2 separate regions of the Sus scrofa genome follow, and region 1 is linked to region 2. A link is a contact called in public HiChIP or PLAC-seq data. All regions are on one chromosome and are shown on one strand. The core of a region is the stretch at or near the end of the contact, and the rest is flanking DNA. Distances in the headings are between cores, read along the strand shown.

Region 1 (2,700 bases), core at 21-2,520, 440 kb before region 2:
GTATATGTGACTGGGTCACCTTGCTGGACAGAAGAAAATTTAAAAAACCCTGTAAACCAGGTATAATGGAAAAAAAATAAAAATCATTAAATAAAAAAATAAAGTTATCAAAATGCTAAAAAAAAAAAATGAAAGCACCCTTTTAACCCTATTAATCAATTTTATAACTCTTAGTAAGTCCCGGAGACCTGACTGATGTTTGTTCACTTCCCACAAAATAGTAGATAAATGTCCACAAGAGAACAAGTATTCTGTCACTTCCTCAGTGTCTCTGGTAATATAAGAGTTTTTAAAAAATGTTCATGTGTGTTTGCACACACAACAATGCACATATAAATCAAAGACGTCCCCTGAAATAAAATGCTGAGGTCATGTGAGCATATTTCAGCCTTTAACTTAGACACTTAGGCTGCATGCCCAGCTATGACAGAGTCCATGTTTATAAAGTTAATTTAATTTCAGTTGTTAGTATCAGTTACCATCATCCCAGATTTAAAACCACCAGCCCAGAGACTTGCTCTGAGTTCTTGCAGCCCCTGGTAGCTCTACCAGGCATCTGGCACTTTTACGCAAACTCCCTCATATTGTTCCTGGACCATCTATTTCAACAGGCCTTTTCTCTTCATTTTATTACAAATTCTTGAATCCAAGGATCATGTCTGATATTTCTCAGAATCCTCGTTAATGTCTAGTCCAGAAGCCTGTTCTAGCAAATGCTCCAAAAAAAGTTGTTGATTGATTCAAAATGGATTTTCAATTTTATGAAAAATATTTTTAGAGTAAAGGAAATATTCACTTTTGCGTTTGGAAAATAAGATGAATATGGCTAAAAAAAAAGTGGAAATGGGGTGACATGTTATGGGTTGCAAATTTCCACATCAACGCATAACTTCAATATAAAATCCCAACCCAACTTCATGAATAAAATAATGAGACAAAATAGGGAGATGTGACAAACTGAGTTTAGTATTCTCACTTCTTCAAAAAGTTTTTCCACCATAATCAATGGAAAAAAACAGAGTTGTCAGTCTTTTTTGAGAGGAGGAGGCATGTGTGTTTTCTCTCTCCCCCCTCCCCTCCTCCCTCCTTCCCTCTTGTCCCTTCTGAAACTGAGTCAGACCAGCCATATTTCCAGTTAGAAGTTGGCACTGGAGCCCAGCAGCTGTTCAGAAATGTCCAAGTGGACAGCAAATGGCGTTGATGGAGTTAACGGCAGTGACTCACTTGGGACATTCACAGCAGGTCAGCTGAAACCATCCCTTGCTGTGAAGAGAATTCAGTCCCATTGGGCAAAAGCCCAAGAAAATGAGCTGAGGATGATAACAGCATAGTGCCTCTCAGTTGCCACTGGTTGCTTTTCTGTTCTCAGTTTTCACAATTTTTTTAGAGATGGATTTTTTTTTTTTTCTAACGCAATCAAGAACAGTGATGGGAAGAACAGGCTGAGCAGCTGTTGACTTTTTGAAATCACAGAGGGGAGGTTTGGTATCTGGAAATGCTCAACACAACTTGCCTTGCAAGCTTTGACGATGACTTTCACATATAAAATTATGGGTCAGAAGCAGGAAGCTGAGGACTCTTTATGCCAGTAAATCTAGCTTTGGCCAATGTAAGATTTAGGGGATTTCAGAAAGAGTTCATTCATGTAGAAACACTTTTCTACAAAATATTATGATAGTTTTAAATGTACTGAACTGAGCAACAATAAAAACAAACCAAAAAACATACGAGAAATCAGGCATGTTCATATTTTGTGAGCTTATACTTTTTCCTTAACACAGGAGGAAATATATAAAAATATGTTAAAGCTCTTGGGTGTTTTTGCATTATAAAATATGGCATGATTACCTATAATGGAAAATAACCTGAAAAAGAACATATATATTTATTTTAATATATTTATATCTATCTATATACCTGAATCATTTTGCTGTACACTTGAAACTAACACAACCTTGTAAATTAACTGTATTTCAATAAAAACTACAAAAATGATATGAAAGAATAATAAAGACATATTTAGAGAAAAAAAACCATGATCACTTGAAATATCACAATCTTTACACAAGACCTATTTCTATTTTTGTTTTTTTCCAAATTATTTTCTAAAAACTCTATTAAGACAGATATCTTAGATTTGTTCTTTACAGGTAGAAATTTAACAAATGAGGAATAATAATTCCTGATATTAAGGGTCACTAGACATAAAGTTCATTTCCCTAAAATTCTGGCATGAGATCATAGTTTCCACATTTAGATGAGAGCTTGCTTCCATTGCACTTATTTGGTAGAAAAATCTGATTTGGCTATTTGAATGCACTATTATGAAGTTCCTCTTTGTGACTGAACCCCAAAGCTGATTCTGATAGTTTCAGACCAGGCTGAAAACAGAATTAAAAAATGAATTAATTTTCTTTCCTGAGAATAAAATATTTTCACTGAGTAGACTTCAGTAAAATAAATGACAATCAAATGGTATAGCTTGGTAGGTACTTTAATGGATTAAACAATTTTAAAGTGAATAGTTTGAAATGAATTCAGCAGTTTTTTTCAGCTAAGGTCCTTTGAGAATACATATTCTAAGTTCAAAGGAGAATAATTGTTCTTTCTGTATTTTTAGAGAGGACTATGGGTGTGGTGGGTGCAGGGAGTTTCATTGCTTACCCTCTGTCTAACTCATGGTAATGCTTAATAAATATT
Region 2 (2,700 bases), core at 90-2,589:
CAAGAAATAGCAAAAAAAGGCAAAAAAAAAAAAAAAGCTAATAATAATAAAGTCCAGGAAAGTAATCTGTCTGCAAGGGAGGACAGAGCAGAGACCAGAAGGTGCCTGCTTGGCCCTGGACCCATGTGAACCAAGGGCCACTTTCCTCCGATTTAGGGAGACACTGCTGGCAGAGAATCGGAGGTGTTATCCAAACCCCGTCTTTTCTAGAAGCCAGTGACTTACTCCCAAACCCTGCCTCAGAGACAACTGTGCCTGAGTCTAGAGCCTTTTTCCAGACACAGCTCAGACTGCTCTGGCCGAGGGGGAGAGGCCTCGTGGCGAGGGTTGGACTGTTTCCCCTGGGAACTGTCTGGCAACTCTAATGAGGAAGAGCTCTTAGCGTTTATAGAGCGCCTTTCATCTGTGGCTCTCAAAGCTGTGCCACAAACAGTAATTAACGCTCACACCTGTAAGGCAGGTGAGTCTCGTTACCCCCATTTTTAGAGATGAGGAAACAGAGGTTAGAGAGCAAAGGCCTGGTGGTGAGCACCGGGGCTGGAGGCAGCTGTCTGACGGTAAGAACCAGCATTCCGCATTCCGGACTGCCAGCAACCTGACTGCAAAGCCACAAAACCTCCCTCCATGGGGCACAGAATGTGGTCCCCAAGGCATTGAGTGGTAGGGTCGTGGCCACAGTTCCGCTGCCCTCCCGCAGGCAGTCTGCCACCTCGCAGGCCCTCCAGTCAGCTCCAAGGACAGGATCCCTCAAAACCCTGAAACACTGCATCTGCAGGCAGGTCTCTGCCCCAGCTTGGTGCTGGATGCTTCCCTTCAAAGTAATTGCTGGAACAATGAATGCATCTTAGCTGTACATGAGTAACCAAGATGTCTGCAGCCAGCAGGAGACAAACGGTTGGCAGGTCTCAGAGCTCTTTCCCAACTTCTTTTTCCAGGATCCAGAGCTGGTGGGAACTGCCTCACGTTATCAGGGGATTTCACTGATAGCAACCCCAGGCTAACCCAGTGTCTGCTACCTGGGCACACTTGCAGGTGACAAGGACGCCCGCTTGCGGTGCTGTGTTACACTTGCACTGCCCCGGCGGAGGAAACGGCGCTTCAGCTGGACAGTGGGACTTGGAGGGAAAGGCCTCTTTCATAGCAGCGAATTTCCAGGCCCCAGGGCCATGAAAGCTGATATCCCACAGTTCCGGGGACAGCCCTTTTGTTCACAGGGGGAGCCCAGATCTGTCTTCAGGGGTCCCAGACAGGGAGATGCCAGCCACCACCGGGGCTCGCCCTGACACATCACCCTGGAAACTGACTCACATCTCTGAGTCCTGAGTCACATCCTGTTGTGAGCTCTGAGCCATCCAAAAGGGCATTACACCAGCTGCCCATGACTGAGGTGAACTTGGAGGGCACCCTGGGAACTGCCCTGCTGTCTTCCAAGCTGAAAAGGGGGAAAATCCTCTAGGGAAAAAAACAGTGCTGCCCTGAGGGTTTCTATGTTCACCACACAGGTTTGGTCTTTTAAAAATAGACACTAAGGCCCCATAGCATACTTAACTGTCCTGTCTTGGTTTTTAAATGGCTCTGAAAGGTAACTGAAAGACCAGGTCTTTGAAGGTATCAGCCAAACAGCCAAGGAAAAGGCCCTGTCAACCTTCTCTGGCCCTAGGCTGAGACATGGTATCCCAGGACATGTGAGCTGTTACTGGGGACCCAGGTTTTGAGGGGGGCGTTAAAAAGCCCCACAGAGATAAGTGTCAAGGGGGGATCAGGAGGCATCGCTGCCCTTCCTCTGGCCTGGGAGACATGAGAACAGAGTAGGACGTTTTAAACTTTACAACGAGCAGCTTTTAGTTTCGTGCAGTTCCTGCCACTTTCTTGTACTCAATTTCTCTGATTTCTACTCTTATTTTTCTTGCTTGCTTTAGGTTTATTTTGCTCTTTTTTTCCCCTTTCATTTCCTAAGGTGGAAACTTATTGATTCTGGATTGTTCTTCTTTTCTAATATGCACCGGATGCTATAAATGTCCTTCTAAGCACTGTTTCTACAGCATCCCACAAATTGTGATGTTGGATTTTCATTTAGTTTAAAGTACATTTTAATTTCTCTTGATGCTTATTTGACCCACAAGTTATTTAGAAGTGTGAGAAGCTCCAAATATTTGGGTACTTTCCAGCTATCTTCCCGTTATTGGTTTTTTTTTTAGCTGAAATTCATGTGGACTGAGAATATATTTGGGATGACTTATGTTATTTTAAATTTGAGGTGTGTTTTGTGGTCTGTTTTAGTGAAGGTTTCCTGTGAGCTTGAGAAGAATGTGTATTCTGCTGTTGCTGGATGGAATTTTCCAAAGATGCTCATTAGATCAAGTCAGTTGGTAGCGCTGTTCAGATCAACCATGCCCTGATTTTCTGCCTGCTTGATGGAGCAGTCACTGAGAGGGTTGTGAAGTCTTCAGCTAGAAGTGTATTTTTCTCTTTCTCTCGGAAGTCCCGTCAGATCGTGCCTCATGTTTTTGGACACTCTCTTGTTAGATACATATATGTTAAGGATTTTTGTGTCTTAGACATGAGCTTTTCCATCATGTAATTCCCTTCTTTATCCCTGAAATCTTTCCTTCGTCTGAAGTCGATTTTGTGTAAAATTAATACAGCTGCTCTGGCTTTCTGTTGATTACTCTTAGCCCAGTCTGTCTCTCTCTACTTCTG

The links. HiChIP or PLAC-seq counts read pairs in DNA pulled down with a chosen protein or histone mark.
Region 1: an H3K27ac HiChIP or PLAC-seq map of alveolar macrophages shows a contact between it and region 2. The contact joins two enhancer-like sites. A contact is called at or near these places in 2 of 2 datasets of contacts at active chromatin or transcription factors (alveolar macrophages and skeletal muscle).

The regions. Positions count from the first base shown.
Region 1 is chr13:198,833,216-198,835,915 of Sscrofa11.1, reverse strand. All of the region lies in intron 1 of LOC106505851 (a long non-coding RNA gene), which reads right to left. Among named protein-coding and RNA genes, the nearest start is that of RUNX1, 200 kb to the right of the region's middle. Within about 2 kb of position 1,270, at least 19 of the 83 cell types and tissues checked have an H3K27ac peak or open chromatin away from gene starts, as enhancers often do. A contact at or near this core is called in alveolar macrophages and skeletal muscle, where this site is marked.
Region 2 is chr13:198,389,335-198,392,034 of Sscrofa11.1, reverse strand. All of the region lies in intron 6 of RUNX1 (runt related transcription factor 1), which reads left to right. Among named protein-coding and RNA genes, the nearest start is that of CLIC6, 140 kb to the right of the region's middle. Within about 2 kb of position 1,339, at least 15 of the 83 cell types and tissues checked have an H3K27ac peak or open chromatin away from gene starts, as enhancers often do. A contact at or near this core is called in alveolar macrophages and skeletal muscle, where this site is marked.